Regions from separate parts of the Mus musculus genome. Here all the other regions are linked to region 4. The links are chromatin contacts, called in public HiCAR-type and promoter capture Hi-C maps. All regions are on one chromosome and are shown on one strand. Each heading gives the region's core, a stretch centred on a gene start, on an enhancer-like site or on the middle of the called end of the contact. The rest is flanking DNA. Distances are from core to core; before and after follow the strand shown.

The links. Promoter capture Hi-C pulls out the DNA fragments that hold promoters and counts their contacts. HiCAR-type assays count read pairs that join an accessible place to other places.
Region 1: a contact with region 4 is called in a promoter capture Hi-C map of pre-B cells, with 2.5 times the contacts expected there. The contact joins the promoter of Zfp14 here to the promoter of Nfkbib in region 4. A contact is called at or near these places in 2 of 39 promoter capture datasets (liver and pre-B cells) and 1 of 115 datasets of contacts at active chromatin or transcription factors (astrocytes).
Region 2: a contact with region 4 is called in a HiCAR-type map of astrocytes, with 2.1 times the contacts expected there. The contact joins the promoter of Kmt2b here to the promoter of Nfkbib in region 4. A contact is called at or near these places in 2 of 39 promoter capture datasets (cranial neural crest and pre-B cells), 1 of 115 datasets of contacts at active chromatin or transcription factors (astrocytes) and 1 of 9 other capture datasets (adipose tissue).
Region 3: a contact with region 4 is called in a promoter capture Hi-C map of liver, with 2.1 times the contacts expected there. The contact joins the promoter of Zfp60 here to the promoter of Nfkbib in region 4. A contact is called at or near these places in 1 of 39 promoter capture datasets (liver) and 1 of 115 datasets of contacts at active chromatin or transcription factors (microglia).
Region 5: a contact with region 4 is called in a promoter capture Hi-C map of embryonic stem cells, with 2.7 times the contacts expected there. The contact joins the promoter of Zfp30 here to the promoter of Nfkbib in region 4. A contact is called at or near these places in 2 of 39 promoter capture datasets (embryonic stem cells and liver) and 1 of 115 datasets of contacts at active chromatin or transcription factors (astrocytes).

Annotation. Positions count from the first base shown.
Region 1 is chr7:30,049,943-30,053,296 of GRCm38.p6, reverse strand. It overlaps Zfp14 (zinc finger protein 14), which reads left to right and starts at 1,901. Exons shown (of 5, transcript NM_178733.5): 1 at 1,901-1,952.
Region 2 is chr7:30,586,601-30,589,984 of GRCm38.p6, reverse strand. It overlaps Kmt2b (lysine (K)-specific methyltransferase 2B), which reads left to right and starts at 1,259. Exons shown (of 37, transcript NM_029274.2): 1 at 1,259-1,630; 2 at 2,658-2,730; 3 at 2,956-3,384. The coding sequence starts at 1,268. Zbtb32 (zinc finger and BTB domain containing 32) reads left to right here. Exons shown (of 6, transcript NM_021397.2): 6 at 1-304. The coding sequence ends at 55. It overlaps Gm32082 (a long non-coding RNA gene), which reads right to left and starts at 1,206. Exons shown (of 3, transcript XR_003946734.1): 1 at 666-1,206; 2 at 380-466. Mir3569 (microRNA 3569) reads right to left here and starts at 605; the gene lies at 548-605.
Region 3 is chr7:27,729,858-27,732,838 of GRCm38.p6, reverse strand. It overlaps Zfp60 (zinc finger protein 60), which reads right to left and starts at 1,430. Exons shown (of 5, transcript NM_029531.2): 1 at 1,369-1,430.
Region 4 is chr7:28,764,914-28,767,996 of GRCm38.p6, reverse strand. Nfkbib (nuclear factor of kappa light polypeptide gene enhancer in B cells inhibitor, beta) reads left to right here and starts at 1,353. Exons shown (of 6, transcript NM_001306222.1): 1 at 1,353-1,753. The coding sequence starts at 1,575. Sirt2 (sirtuin 2) reads right to left here and starts at 1,245. Exons shown (of 16, transcript NM_022432.4): 1 at 1,130-1,245; 2 at 319-365. The coding sequence starts at 1,145.
Region 5 is chr7:29,782,261-29,785,281 of GRCm38.p6, reverse strand. It overlaps Zfp30 (zinc finger protein 30), which reads right to left and starts at 1,314. Exons shown (of 5, transcript NM_001360208.1): 1 at 381-1,314.

The DNA of each region.
Region 1 (3,354 bases), core at 652-3,151, 1.3 Mb before region 4:
AGTTCTCAGGTATTGGAATTACAGGTGGGAGCTACTGTTCCAAGCAACATGTTCCTTTATAAAAGAAAATCATAAGGCCAAACATGGTGGCTCACGATTTTAATCTCAGCACTTGAGAGACAGAGGCAGGTAGATCTCTGAGTTTGAAGCTAGCGTGGCCTTCAGAGAGAGTTCCAGGGCAACCAGGGCTACACAGAGAAATCCTGTCTCAAAAATTTAATTTAAAAAAGGAAAGAAAAGAAATCTATACCAGATATGTAATGTTCTTTTTTTTAAAAGATTTTTATTTTACATGTATGAATATTTGACTACATACAAGTGTGCACTACATCCACCCCTTTATTTATTGTTCTTTTTTTTTTTTTTAATATGTAAGTACACTGTAGCTGTCTTCAGACACTCCAGAAGAAGGAGTCAGATCTCATTGTGAGTGGTTGTGAGCCACCATGTGGTTGCTGGGATTTGAACTCCGGACCTTCGGAAGAGCAGTCGGGTGCTCTTACCCACTGAGCCATCTCACCAGCCCTCTGCAACTGAAGTTACAGACACTTGGGAACCATCATATGTGTTGTGTCTGCAAGAGCGCAAGGGTTCTCAATCACTAAGCCATCTCACCAGCCTCTCAATTGTCACGTTCCTAAAACTAACGTCCCAACGCTGGGAATGTTGACGGATGCCTGTAATAACAGCGCTCTGGAAAGAAACAAGAGGATCGATGAGGATCTTTCAACATCCCCAGCACCTATTACAGAGACATCCTGGCTGATATACCTTGCCCCCCACTATCCCAAACTCTGTAGCCCAGGCCTGGGCTTCCCATCTCCCAGCTTCTGTGATTCCTGTATAACCCAGTCATTTTGGGCACAAGGTCCTTTTGTTACCTCTTGCCCGCTGCACTTGGCCTCTTGGCTTCTAGCCTGTCCTACACCCCACCCCCTCCCCTCACATGGCCCCATTTAGTCCGGCAGTCATGGCCACCCTGGTTACTTTCAGACGCCCCTGCCAGTGCTCTCTCTTAGATCTCAATCCCTTGGGAGCAGTCATGTCCTCCTTTTTTTTTTTTTTTTTTCCATTCATCTTGAATTTGCAGTCTGCATGCTTCAGTCTCCTGAAGACCGGATGAGGCCTGGCACAAACACAAGAAAATGTTAGAGCAGTGGTTCTCAACCTCCCTAAAGCTGCGACCCATTAATACAGTTCCTCATGTTGTGGTGATCCACAAGCTATATAATTATTTTCGGTACTACTTTATAACTGTAATTTTGCTACTGTTAGGAATCCTAATGTAAATATCTGTGTTTTCTGATGGTCTTAGGTGGTCCCTGTGAAAGGTCATTTGACCCCCAAGGGGGGGGGGGATCTCGACCAACAGGTTGAGAACCACTGTGATAGAAGAAAGCATAATTATCTTTCCAGTCTTAGAGGTCTTGGCTTCATCTCCAGTTTGCAAAACAAAACCTAAGGCCAATACCAACGACTAGACCAATATACACAACGGCTAGAAGGGACAGTGGGAGAAAGCAGAGGCAGCGGGAACTCCAAGGAGCCTGAGCAACCTTTCCCTGGGTAGATGTGGGACTGCACCTTTGGAGAATGTATTTTACTGAGTTCCCTGATCATGCCTACACCCTCGCTGGGGTGAGAATATGCTTATCTCACATATTAAGCATGTGATAATGTGATGATGGTGTTCTCAGCCCTGGTAGGGCAACGACACAACCCCCAGCCCAGTGAGCTAGGTTTGGGGTGGGGATTTGGGGGCAGAGGGCAGCGGAATCTCCTAGCCCTTCCAGCTGGTCCAAGATCACACCCAGAGGCCTCCACCCATCACAGCCCCGAGCACGCTTGCGCACTCCGCTGCGTTGGCCCAGTCTTTCCCACCATGGACTACATTTCCCACAGGCCTCTGCGCAGCATCCTTCCGGCTGCTTAGCGCCGGTCCGCTCTGAGAGGTGAGTTGGTCCCTTGCACTGAGGAAATTGTCGCGGGGGCAGCGTAGGTTTGTCTTTAGTTGGCTTGAGAGACTTGGAGTCGGTGACGCTGAGTGGACACCGCGTACCCCGTTGCATCCTCCGTCTTCCCGCTGCAGAGCCCAGAGGCCCAGCATGGCTCTGAGTTCTGTGTGTGAACCTCAGAGTGAGGGCCCTCCGTACAAAAAGACAGCGCAGCTGCCACCGCAGGGCTGCTTTGTACGCGCTCCCTCCCCGCCAGGCAGCCCCGGTGGCCGTCGCCTGTCAAACCTGCCCCTCCGGTGGCGGCCAGTGTCCTCTCCATCCGCGGCGCTCCATTTCCAGTAGGTTATGTGTGTGGAAGGGCTGGTCGCGAGGGGTGTGTCCCCAGGCTACCAAGCCCGCACCTTCCCGGTTTGACCTTTTCCCCAGACTTGTTCATTTTAGGGAAGGCGAGGGAATAAAAGCAGGAAACGATTGTTGTTGCATACATAGAGACCCAACATTACTGCGGAAAAAAAAATAGCCTAACTTTCTTCTTTCTCGTTGTCCTATGAAGTGTACTCCTTGTTTTTCCAGGCATGGGGACATTTACTCCTCATTACTGTGAAAGTGAAAATGAAGTTAGCTTGGAAAGAAGCAGCGGTTTGGTGTTATCTTGGTCAGGGTAGAGGAGACAGATTCATGCAGACTGATAGTAAGCATCACTCAGAGATTATGTCTCTGATTAAATGCGGGTCCAGGCCCTCTTTGTGTGGTTACAAATGTCTTTTGTATTTTTTCTTTTTTATGTGTGTGTGTGTGTGTGTGTGTGTGTGTGTATTTGTGTGTATACACATACCAGCAGAAGCCAGGAGAAGGTGTCTGATTCCCAGGAACTGGAGTTATAGACGGTCGTGAAACACCATGTGAGTACGGGGAATCACACTTGCATCCTCTGCTAGAGCAGCCACTGCTCCTAGCAGTACAGCTGTTTCCAGCCTCACAGGTTTTAAATTTTTAACATGTTCGTTTTTTACGTATGTGAGTGTTTCTGTCTGCTTTTCTTTCTGTGCACCACTGAGTGTGACTGCGCCTGAGGAGCCCTGAAGAGGGCATCGGATTCTCTGGAACTGGAGTTACAGCAGTCACGTAGGTGCTGAGAGTGTAACCCGCTGATCCATCTCTGCATTCCAGGCTGCAGCTTTCTTATCCACGAAGCCTGCTTTGCTAGTTCGTTTTTAATTACTGTGGAAGATTCCTTTGCTAAACCACGCTTCTTACCAGAATAGCACGTTTTGTTCTTGTTTTAAACAATTTGTACCTATACTGACCAGGAATTCACTGTAACCCATGTGATCTCAAATTTGTGGGTGATCCTCCTGCCTCAGCCTCCAGGCTGCAATGTGTGCCACTGTGCCCAGCC
Region 2 (3,384 bases), core at 10-2,509, 1.8 Mb before region 4:
GCCGACCCGGGCCTCCAGCTCTCCCGGTAGTCCTACCTCCTCTGCTGCCACCTGACCGGGTGTTGGTAGCTTCTCTGGCTTGACAAAGAGTCCAAAGAATGAAAGGCAGAAGGGCTCAGCTAGGGCGGCCTGGCAAATTTAACCACAGAAGAACTGCGAGACAGGAGCTACGAACCCTTCCGGGACAAGCGAGTTGCAGAAGCCTCGGCCTGGCGAGCCCGAGTTAAAGGACAATTAACTCGGTGAAGATTAACTGGGGACTGTCAATTTCATCACTATAATAAAGTTTCCTGTGCTCCAGTCAGGACGAGTCCAGACTTTTCCTCTGTGCTAGGGGGTTTCCACCCTTGCCCTGTAGCGGCCCCTGCTGGCCATTCACCATTCAATAAACAGAGGGTCACACTTCTCCTTCCGGGGGGCTTCGTATAATTCCCGAGGGCAGCACGCGGCAAAGGCGCTCCAGACCCTGCGGGAGAGGAAAGGTGGCTTTGAGGCGCCCCAAGACTCTGGTTCCTCCCACAGCAATCTACCGCGCGCGTAGTCTAGGGCTGGAGAGGAGCGCAGACTGAGGTCCGGATTTCGACCACCGGTCTGCTCTCCTCCGAGTAAGGGACGGAAGACTAGCCTCTCCAGCATCTCCCCTCCGCGCCGGGCAATGCGGCTACCGGGTTGCGCCTGGAAGTGAGACTAATCCAGCGCCGCCGCCCTCCCCTCAGCCAACGCCTAGCGCAATAGCTAACTTCGTCTACTGTGTGTCCGTCGGGTTCCCAGGGTCCGAAGCCAACGGTACCCTGGGAAGGACCCTGGGAATGGTAGTCCATGCAGGTCGCTAGTTCCGACTAGAACAATGGGAGGAGTCTGAGCCGGGAACCACACCTCCTGGAGACCAGGAACTGGTTCTCCTGGTCTCTGTCGCCAACCCGGTATTCCCAGTTCTCGCGCCCCAGCTGTCGGCGGAAGGAGCAAGGCGACTGGACTACATTCCCCAGAAGACCTTGCGCCTCCCGCTCTCAGGCCGCGACGCGGGGTCCGCTCTTCAGGTGCGGCTGGAGGGTGACGGCCGACCGGCCCAGGACTCCTGCTCCCGTGGTGCCCCGCGCGTGGCCAGCCCAGCCCCCGGCTCCTGCCCGCCCCACAGCGGCGCTGGTTGTTGTCGTGAGCCGCAGCCGCCCCGCTTTGCCCCTCCTCCCCTCCTCTCCCCTCCCCCCCGGCCCTGCGCACGGGCTGCCCCTCCCCCCGCCTCCCCGGCCCCTCTCACGGTGCCAAGATGGCGGCGGCGGCGGGCGGCGGCAGTTGCCCCGGGCCTGGCTCCGCACGGGGCCGCTTCCCGGGCCGGCCGCGGGGTTCCGGCGGGGGCGGGGGCCGCGGCGGCCGAGGCAACGGAGCCGAAAGAGTGCGGGTAGCCCTGCGGCGCGGTGGCGGCGCGGCGGGGCCGGGAGGAGCCGAGCCCGGGGAGGACACGGCCCTGCTCCGTTTGCTGGGTCTTCGCCGGGGCCTGCGCCGGCTCCGCCGCCTGTGGGCTGGTGCGCGAGTTCAGCGAGGCCGAGGCCGCGGCCGGGGACGGGGCTGGGGCCCGAACCGAGGCTGCATGCCGGAGGAAGAGAGCAGTGACGGGGAATCCGAGGAGGAGGTGAGGCGGTCGGAGGTGTCTCTAGCGCCGGGTAGGGCGGAGGCCAGGGGCTTGCAGGGCTCCGGATAGCTCCGAAGGGTGTTGTGGACAAGTGGGATTCTCGGGGCTCCTGGAAAGAAGCACGAAGGAAGCAGGCTGCGTGGAGCGTTTGGGTAGCTAGGGCCTTTGAAAGTGATCAGAGAAACCCTGACTGCAGCTAGACGCCTGGAGCCCAATTGGTGTCCTGAGCTGATCTTTCGCGGTAGCAATGGCAGAGCAGGACAGGAGTGGGTGAAGAGGCCATAGGGATTGCATGCCGGACCAGCGGTGGTTGACAGCAGCAGCGTGGCCTTAATTGACCAAGGCTAGAGAGCCTCCTGGGCTCTTACTTGCAGGCTGCCTCCTTGGCCCTTAAAATCCGCGACATATCCCTGCCCTGGTTCCACCAGGGCCCCAGTTGCTCTCTGGTTCTAAGGTAGAGTGGTGGAGGCTTCTTAGGCGCGGGTTGAAGAGGGATAGAATGAATGCTGAGTCTTGAATCTGGAGTGAGTGCAGTCATGGTTTATCCCTCTCAGCCTTTTGGAGAAGGCAGGAGGGTGTGGATTCTATTGCTTAGGAGAGCTAGCTGTCCTCTGAGGGCTCAGAGTGGATTCTAATATGATAAACCATCTGCTCCACCTCTCATCTCCCCCAAACACTCCCCATTTTTAAGAATGCCCTGCAAGGGTGTAAATGGAGGACCTACTTTGTTTTAAGTTGGAATTAGCCCTCATTGTAATGCCTATTGCTTAACTCGAGGAGACCCTCTAGTGTTTTCTTCTGGGCTAGTGAATTACTGATGGCTGTGCTGGAATGGTCTGGTTCAAGAACGCCTTGTACCTTTATTCCTTCTGACCTTGCCTCAGTCTTTTAAGTTCTTTGGTAAATGAGGAGGAGTATGTTAAGGTGGACGATAACTATCATATCTGCAACACCTGAAGCCCAGATGGAACCAGGGCTTTGGTACTGACTGCTGTTTCTCCCCTTCACCCTTGGTCCCCTAAATCAGGAGTTTCAGGGTTTTCATTCAGATGAAGATGTGGCCCCCAGTTCCCTGCGCTCTGCGCTTCGGTCCCAGCGAGGTGAGTGATGGGGAAACTCTACCTCTCTAGTGTTGCGGGAAGGTTCTTGCCCTTTGTGTTCAGCTAGTCTCTACCAGTTACTGAGTGTCCTGTGTTCAGTCCAAGGTAGCCTGGGCTGTGGGGAAAAACAGACAAGTAAGACTTAGTATCCTGTCTTTCTGGGGTGCTTTTCTTAAGACTGAAGGGCCAGTTTGACCCATCTCCCCACAACTGTTCTCCTTTTAGGTCGAGCCCCTCGGGGTCGGGGCCGCAAGCATAAGACGACCCCCCTTCCTCCTCGCCTAGCAGATGTGACTCCTGTCCCCCCAAAGGCCCCTACTCGGAAACGGGGTGAGGAGGGCACAGAACGGATGGTGCAGGCACTGACTGAACTTCTCCGGCGGTCCCAAGCACCCCAACCCCCCCGGAGCCGGGCACGGGCACGTGAACCCTCTACTCCCCGACGGTCTCGGGGAAGGCCCCCAGGACGGCCAGCCGGTCCCTGCCGGAAAAAGCAGCAAGCAGTAGTGTTAGCAGAAGCGGCTGTGACAATCCCTAAACCCGAGCCTCCGCCCCCTGTGGTTCCAGTAAAGAACAAAGCTGGCAGTTGGAAATGCAAGGAGGGACCTGGTCCAGGACCTGGAACCCCCAAACGTGGAGGACAGCCTGGGAGAG
Region 3 (2,981 bases), core at 181-2,680, 1.0 Mb after region 4:
ACATAAATACGGTACAGATTTACACAATACAAACAGTTCGTCGCAACATTTGGAAAAACACTCTGCTCTATGGTATATTCACCTTCCTTGTTTTTGAAATAGGTTCTCACTGTGTAGGCCAGCTGGCCTGAAACGTGTTATGGGGATCAAGCTGCTACAGAATTCACATTGCCCTTCCTGCTTCTTTCTGCCTCGTTGTACCCCACAAAGCCTAGCTTTTCTGTTTGAGTGGCTTTCTTAAACATCCACCAGCAATCGCATTGTTTCTCACACTCCCTTGTCCTGCAGAACACTGAGTGGAATGAACCCAAGATGGCCTCACAGAGCAACAACTAAAGCACACCAGGCCCTTAGGATATGGCGGCACTGCACTAACAGGCTTCACCACAGGCATCCTAAGGTTCCTGACAGGCCTGGAGAGCCTGAGGGGACAGAACCAAGACTCCAACCCAGATGGAGGGGAGGGGAGGGGAGGGGGAGAGAGCCTACCACTTTCCCAATCTCAAAATCTACTAGAAAACAAAAACCTCCACTCTTCCGCTGCTTTGAAATGAAGACCTGTAAGAAGATCTAAGGCCATCTGACGTGTGACACCATCCAAATAGAAATCGATTTAGCACATCGGAGTTTGAAAGCCCTTTTGTTAACCTCTGTCGGTTCCTATCTATAACATGGTCGGTGAGGTGGGGGGAGTGATTGTAGACAGAAGATGTCAAGGGTCATTGAAACGATAATGTGAATACTAACTGGAAAGGGGAGGGACAATGTAAGGGACACAATGATGGCGGTATCAATTTACACGTTCCTTCTTCATTTACTGACAATTCCATATTCTAAACATAAAACCCTCATTTCTCGCACAGAGAGAAAGCGCAAACTCGCCCTTGAGCCTTCGGTGGGTAGCAACAACGATCTCACGCTCCTCCAGCCCTCCTTTTGAATAATGGCCTGCGCAGGGAGCCTGAGTAAGCCTAGATTACATCTGAGTAAGCCTAGATTACATTTGAGAGCATCCCCAGTGAGCATTTCCCCTCTCTTCCCTCGACACTCACACGGCTAGAGCTCTGAGAAAAGGCCAGTAGGCCACCCTCGGAGGCACTTTCGGCCTCAAATGCTCGTCACAAAGCTCAATCTGAACCACAGGGAAAGCTTCCCTTCAGACTCCGCCCCTCACCTCTCCTCAGTGAAGCTTGGTCCTCTGCTGGTGGCCGCGAGAGAAAGCGACAAGCACGGTGATAATGCAAATAGCTCAAGGTGCGTACGCAGAGACGCGCGCGCGCACACACAGCACCGTCCCTAAACACTCACACACGCATCAACATCCATCCACCCCACCGTCCACACCCACACCCGGACTCCCGGCCTTACTCTGCAGAGACCGAAGACACAAAGCAATTCCCTACTCAGACCAGAAAGACCCGACCGTCCGCTATAGCGCCGCCAGGGCACCGGAAGTTGCTTTACTTCCGCCGCGGTAGCCCCTGGGAAATGTAGTGCCGAGTGCTCAACTCGATGAAGCCTAGCGGTCTGTAGTTCAGAGAGATCACTGCACACAACTTAGGCCAGGCCATCTGAGAGCTATGCCAGTGGTTTGTGGGAGACGTCGTGTTCTGTCTCCCAGACCCCCCACCCCACCCCCGGACAGAATAGGAAGCGTGATCAAATCCGGATATAACTGGCGTGGTTACACTTTGCACCAAGAGGGATTCCACCTGCTGTGCTCTAGTAGGGACTATGGTAGATTGGAAGACACTGAACTAAAGAATTGGTTGGTTTTAAACGTGGTAGTTTATATCAGCGATTTCAGACAGCCAGATGTTCAGAGAGTCAGTGTCCCTGTTATCTAGATAGGAAAACGTGAGTGAGGACTAGTTGGATAAATATCAACAGAACTGCGCCCATTTTGAAAGGTGAATGACTAGCATGTGGAAGTATCTAAACAACCACCGACGTATGTAAACAACCACCGACGTATGCCTTGTTTATGTAGGGAAAACGTACTTAGTGTAACATGACATTGAAAGATCCTGACAGAATGTAAAAGGTCACACAAGCCCTGAAATTGGCAAGATAGATGTCACTGTTAGCAGAACTAGCTTCACTGATTTAGAAAAATAGAGGTGCACAATGCTCTGGCCACTCCTTGAACCCGTGTGTCTGCCAATGTTTTGACCGTTCCTTGAACCCATGTGTGTGCCCACTGATGAAGCCCATTGCCAGGTGTTTGTGATATTGGTTGCTGAAAAAGAGTCAGAAAATCTCCCCAGCAACAACAGCCCGGCCAATCTAGAGTTCCTACACCTGCACCAGACTCTTCCCTTGGACCCCTCCCATACCCATTTCTTGAGAATAAACATTGTTTAGATCTGGAAATCCCCTACTTCCCCCTTCTCCTTCCCCCCCTGAGGGCCTATAAAAACTGGGACCTCTTTCCCCTTGGGGTCGACTCCTCTACCCCTGCGTGGGATATGAGTCGTCCCCAGAGCTCTGGCTTTCCCCGAATAAAGCCTCATGTGGTTTGCATCAAGCTTGGTCTCTTGTGAGTTCTTGGGTGTCCGCTATTGTCCTGAGGCCTGAGCAAGGGGCTCCTCTCGGAGTCTTTCAACATGAGCTTTCAAAACCACATTTATTTATTATTTATATTTACACATATTTTTCCAGAACATGAGAGAAAACTAGTGTCAAGGTTAATGATAATCCTATTAGGACCACTAAACATATTAGACGCTTTGTAAATGATCTAAACGCCTACAGTATAGACAGATTAGATTTGAAATAAGTCAGTCTCAACCAGATGTTAACTACAGAAAATACGTTGATAAATACTCTAGCTGATTAAAAGTGACCATCCTCAGGCGGGCAGTGGTGGCACATGCCTTTAATACCAGATTTCTAAGAGTTCAAGGCCAGCCTGGTCTACAGAACCAGCAGTCTCTACACGAAGAAACCTTGTAACAAAAGACAAACAAAACAAAGTGACC
Region 4 (3,083 bases), core at 104-2,603:
CTGAGTTTGCGGATTGAACTGGAAAACCGTCTCTTTCAGGTCCAGCACAAATGAGGTTCAGAAGGGGCTGAGGATGGGATGGGCAACAGTAGGAAACGAGGACGATATGGAAGGGAACCAGGGGTTGAGGCTATACATTTTCCTTGACAGTCCCAAGAAGCCACCATTCTCCCAGGAGATTGTACTAATCCCCAGATGGGCTTGGGGATCAGGGCCATAAGCCAAGGGCCCTTGGGTAAAAGCCTTCCCTTGCCACCTCCCCCCAGTGCGGCACGTGGAACCAAGTCTCTCCTTCCCTCCACCCCTTCCCCATCTCACCTGAGCCTCCTGCACCTTCCCTGCCTGGGTCTCCAGAGGGTCAGAGGCTGGGGAGGAGGGGAGCAGACGTGGTTACAGTGCGGGGAAAGAGTTAAGCAGAAGGGCTCACAATGGTGGAGGACAAGAGGACCCACCAACCTAATTATTTCAGAGTCAGGGATGGTAGTAAAACTATCGGAGATGGGAAAAGGCATATTTTAGAGTGGAGGTATGTGTGACGTGAAAAGGCTGAGGAGGGGAATCTTTAGGAGGAGAAAGCAGGCGAGACTGGACTGAAGGAAGGTTTCAGAGTTAAGCAGGATATGGTAGCATGTGCGAGTCGAGAGAATGAGGGAGGGCTAAGTTTTTCAAGAGACGTAAGTAGGGATACTTCTGCTGAGAGTTGAGTGTGGGAGAGGAGATGCAGTGAAGGTAGGAGGTTTAGGAGAGGCACAAGAACTGAAGGAATGAGATAGTAAGGGGCCACAGGGGTCCCCGGAACCCATCCTACAGTTGCCCTTAACAACAGACAACCTTAGCAACCGGGATAGTGGTAACTTTGGTCCTTAGCAACGAGGGTCCTCAGCAGCCAAAGTACGAGAAATGCGATCATTAAGAACTTGACAATCGGACCCTTACATTTCACAATCCAGAAACCAACCAACCTAGTAATACGGACCACTTAGCAACACCCCTCCGAATCCCACTCCCTTCAGGTAGATCCTGTCTCCCGCCCCACCGAGCCTACCCTCGGGCCCCGGGGCCTGCAGCCCAAAGCCAGGCCCCGGCGCGGCCCGACCCTCCCACCCTCCCAACAGGGCCCCTAACTCACGGTCCGGCTCGGCCATGGGAACGGGGTGGGGGCCCTCGGGACTGTCACCGACTGCTCTGTCCCGTGACGGCAGCGGAAACAAGAAGAGGCCGAGATAGGATAGAGAACTACAACTCCCGGCAGGCAATGCGATCCCCATAACCGCTTTCGTACAATGTGCCTCTCATGTTATCAAACTACAAATCCCAAAAAGCCTGGCGCCGGCGGCCATATTGATAAAGGGCGTCTGGAAAATGTGGGGAAACTCAGCGAGCGAATGTCCACCTCATTTTTCTGATTGGCTGTGGTGCAGTACAGGGGCGGGGTGTAGCTATTTAAAACATTTTGATTGGGTATATGAGGGGGCGTGTTGGGGAATTCCCGATAGGGCGGAAGCACTGGAGCTCATCGCAGAGCCCAGCGACAGGCAGGCGACCACAGGGGGCCACCCGAGGTGGCTGGGGCCATGGCCGGGGTCGCGTGCTTGGGGAAAACTGCGGATGCCGATGAATGGTGCGACAGCGGCCTGGGCTCTCTAGGTCCCGACGCAGCGGCTCCCGGAGGACCAGGTCTGGGCGCAGAGCTTGGCCCAGAGCTGTCGTGGGCGCCCTTAGTCTTTGGCTACGTCACTGAGGATGGGGACACGTGAGTAAACCTTAAATTACTAGACTGAGCCCTGGGATCTTACCTGAGTCCCCTTTAGCCTACGATTCCTGTGACTTCGTATCGTCTCGTTCCTAACTCTTGATTTCCGATGCTGGACTTCCTGGCCCTTAACCCCCAAACACTAAATTGTGAGACTGGTACGCTTTCACACAGTCAAGTGTCTCACCTTTTTTGAACTCTATAAATTTGAGCTCCTGATCCCCAAATCGGATCTGAACCTTTCCGACCACTCTAGTTCCCACATCTTCTTACCTCTTACTTCCAGATGTAGTCTTTGGTCTTTGGCTATTCTTGTATAAGCCAGATTTTGATTTCAAAACTAGTTCTTGGCCCTGAGTCTCTGAAGCTGACACGTCCAGTATTGACCCTGCAGTTAAGAAATTGAGCTGGTGGGTGTCATGGCTCTCACAGCACTTGGAAGGCAAAGGCAGGTGGATCTCTGTGAATTTGAGGCCACCTGATTGAGTTCCCTGCCAGCCAGAGCTACATAAGATGTAGAAACTCTATTCTATGAGGCTAGATTCATCTGTTAGCCAAATGCTTCTCCCAAACTACCACCTTCCAATCCCTGGTTTTAGTTTAGCTGAGTGTGATGGTACACACTTGTCATTCTGGCACTCGAGGGGCTGAGGCAGGAGGATCACTAGTCCGAGGACAGCCTGGAAGGACCCAGTATCAAAAAGGAGGGAAGAGGAAAAGGAGGAGAGGGTGACTGAAAAAAGGTTAAAGAGTAGGAAATGTTGATTAGTAGATAAGCTGGGGAGAAGGGATGGTTGTGGTGACGGCGTGCATTAAGGGATTGTACCCGGGATTTTCTTGTCCTTTGTGCTTATTGCGTATGCCCAGTGACTCAGTGCCTGACCCATGAGGGGAACCCAACAAACACTCATCTTAAAGAGCCAGGAGTAGTTGCCTTAGTTTTCACTTTCTACTTTGTTGGTTCCTGTTCCTTTATTATTTCCCTCTGGTTACTTTGGGTCTGGTTTTTGTGCTTTCTTTATCCTCCCCCTTCCTTTCTCGATTGTTTGTGTTTGACGGTCTCATGTAGCCCAGGCTAGCCTTGAGGTTACTTTGTAGCTGAGGATAGCTTTGAACATTTCATTCTCCTGCTTTCAGCTCCCAAGTGGGTATCACTACATCCCGCCTGGGGAGTGTGTGTGTGTGTGTGTGTGTGTGGACTAGAGGGCAACCTTGGGCTGCACTGAGCACGTAGGCTAGACTAGCTGGCCTGAGAGCCTCAGCGGTCATCTCTTGCTCTCTACCCTCCTCTTCCTCTTTGAGACAGGGTGGCTGGCCTGGAACTCACTAT
Region 5 (3,021 bases), core at 65-2,564, 1.0 Mb before region 4:
AGCACGTGGGTGCTACATAACCATAGAACCGCAGGCGCTGCGCACTCAAAGAGGAATCCTGATTAAGTCTCTGCCCACTGAAAATGCAGGGAAATTCTCAGACCCAAAGCAATGAATAGTTCGCTTTTTTTTTTTTTTAAAGACAGGGTCTCAATGTAACCCAGGCTGGCCTTGAACACTTGGTCCTAGTGGAGTGGCAGTGACACCACTCACAGTTGAATAAAACATTTTCACAAACGTCTTTCAAAGGGAAGGAAATTAAAAAAATCCATACTCAAAACAACAACAACAACAACAGCAAAAACAAACAAACAAAAAACCAAAAACGAAAAACAAAAACTCAAGCATTTCACAGGAACACAGAAGTTCTAGAAACTCACACATAATCTCTGTTTTAAACAGAAGTAGTAGCTGCTGGCTTCTAGGGTCTCTTCTGAAGACTGGCAGACACTCCAGGCCTTGTTTCTTTTCTTTTCTCTTCTTTCCTTCTTCTTCTCTTTTCTTTTTCTCTCTTGCAACCCAACGTTAGGCAGTAGAGAATGACCTTGAGCGCCTACTCCCCCTGCCTCCACCTCCCAAATCCCGAGAAGTCAGGTGTATGCCACCACGTCCTCTGGCCTCACCCCTACGCTTTTCTGAAATTGATCAGAATCCCCTTCCAAGCTTCAGGGCTCCAGGCTGACCCCATCCGTATGATCCCAGCAAGCGAGATAGACTACAGCAGCCCACAGTCACCCGTGCCCGAGTTTGCTGCTTCGGCCACTCTGCTTCACCAGTTACCAGTCCGGGGCTGCCCAGCCTTAGGTCCGAGGTGTCCCCCGGTTCTCTGCTCCCCAGGCCCGCCGGGAATCTAAGGTTCTGCACAGGGTATCTCCACCGTGCAAGTCGCGGCCCCCGCCTTCCCTCTCGGTCCTTGTCCACAGCCAGGCCGGGGTTTAGGTGCAGCGCGTCAGCACGGCAGCTGTACCCACGAACGGGCCACCTGAGTCCCAGGGGTCCTCAGAGCGGGTCCCCGGAGAAGAGCGTAGGCCGCACGAGACCGGGGACCACCCAGCTGACGGGTATCCCGGGAGGGTGGGTTGCCAGCGCGGTCAGCGCTGCAGCGGCGGCACCAAAGTGCTACGGACGGGACCGTGGTACTGAAGGCTCTGGGACATCAGATCTCAAGCCTGAGAGTCCGACTGCCACTAGCTTCTTTGACTAGGTTCTGGGCTTCCAGCCCCGCGGAGGCTGCGAGCCAGGCCCCTAGCTCTTGGTCAGGGGAAGGGGGTTGGAGGTGGGGCTGTGTGTGTCTCTTTCTCGCTGCTTCAATGCGCATGCGCACAAGGGAGCCGCAGGGAGGCGGGGAGCCTTCGGTAGCATCTTGTGCAGGCCTGGACAGAGGGAGTTTGGTTCCAGGATCCAGGATTGGGCAGAAATGGCCAAGTCTTTAGGCCTACAGCAGTAGCTCTGGCGTTGAACAAACTAACCCCCAGATGCTTTGAGGTCCAGCGTGGAGCGTTGGCTGAACCACTTATACTAGTTTGGGCATCTATTGTTTGTTTTTAAAGCTGTGGTCTCTCTAAATGACCCTGGTTTTCTCTGTGGACACCAGGCTGACTTTGAAATTGAAGTGATTCTCCAGTAAGCTTCCTGAATGTGGACATTAACGGCACACACCACCACACCCCCGCCCTCTACCTGAGTTTTTTCTTTTTCTTTTCTTTTTTTTTTTAACCAGTTTTTCTTTCTTCTTAAATCTCTATTTGAGACAAACTCTCTCTATGCAGCCCTTGCTAGCCTGGAATCTGTGTAGACCAGGCTAGCCTGGAACTCTGAGATCCACCTGCCTTTGTTTCCGTGGTGCTGGAATTAAAGGTGTGCACCACCACTTCGGACGTGGTTTTCTTTTAACAAAGCAGGCTTGAGTTTTTGTTGTGGCTGTTGTTTTGTGGGTTTTTTGTTTGTTTGTTTGTTTTGTTTTGTTGTTGGTTTTTTTTTTTTGTTTTTTCGAGACAGGGTTTCTCTGTATAGTCCTGGCTGTCCTGGAACTCTGTAGACCAGGCTGACCTCAAACTCAGAAATCCACCTGCCTCTGCCTCCCAAGTGCTGGGATTAAAGGCATGCGCTACCACCACCCGGCTTTTTATTTTATTTTATTATTTTAGGCTTGGGGTTTTAGGCTTTAGCATGAGGAGAGGGGCTCCGAATGACGGCACCTGAAATCGCAGTATGGGCTTCTCTGAAAGAATAATCGATTGGGTTTTCATGTTATTCTTATGTTCTTGTGGTGGTTTGAATAGGTATGGCCCCATAGATTCATGCATTTGTATGCTTGCCCATGCCAAGTAGTGATTTTATGTGTGGCCTTATTGGAGGAAGTGTATCATCACCGTAGAGGCGGGGCTTTGAGGTCACATATGCCCAAGGTACACCACATCTGCCTGCAAGCCTCCACCTTTCCCGCAGGACGATGGTGGACTGAACCTCTGCAAGCCAGCCCCTATTAAATGTTTTCCTTTATAAAAGTTGCCCTGGTCATGGTGTCCCTTCACGGCAATAAAACCCTAAGAGAGTTATGTTAGAAAGAGCTTTCCTTTAGCCCGTTTAATTTAGTCTCAACAGCACATATGCATAGATTCTTAATGAGTTATAGTTAATTTAATTCTTTTTGATGCCTATTTTTTTCCCAAGATTTGGTTTGTGGGGGCCCCTTTAGCCTGACATTGGTGGGCTGTTTATTTGAACGACAGCCCAGGCTGGCCTGGGACTTGTGATTCTGCTGAATCAGCTTCTCCATTCAGCTGGAATTACAGGTATTAGGCACCACCCTGGGTTATTGGGTAGCTTGTCTTCTGATAGGTTTCTAACACTGATGAGGATGATGATGATTAGTATTATTAAATATTATAGCATTTAATAATTGAGGGGTCTGGAAAGGTGGCTCAGTGCTTAAAGGACTGACTGCTCTTCCAGAGGACCCAGGTTCAGCTCTCAGCACTAACATGGTGCCTCACAATTGTCTGTAGCTCCAATACCAGG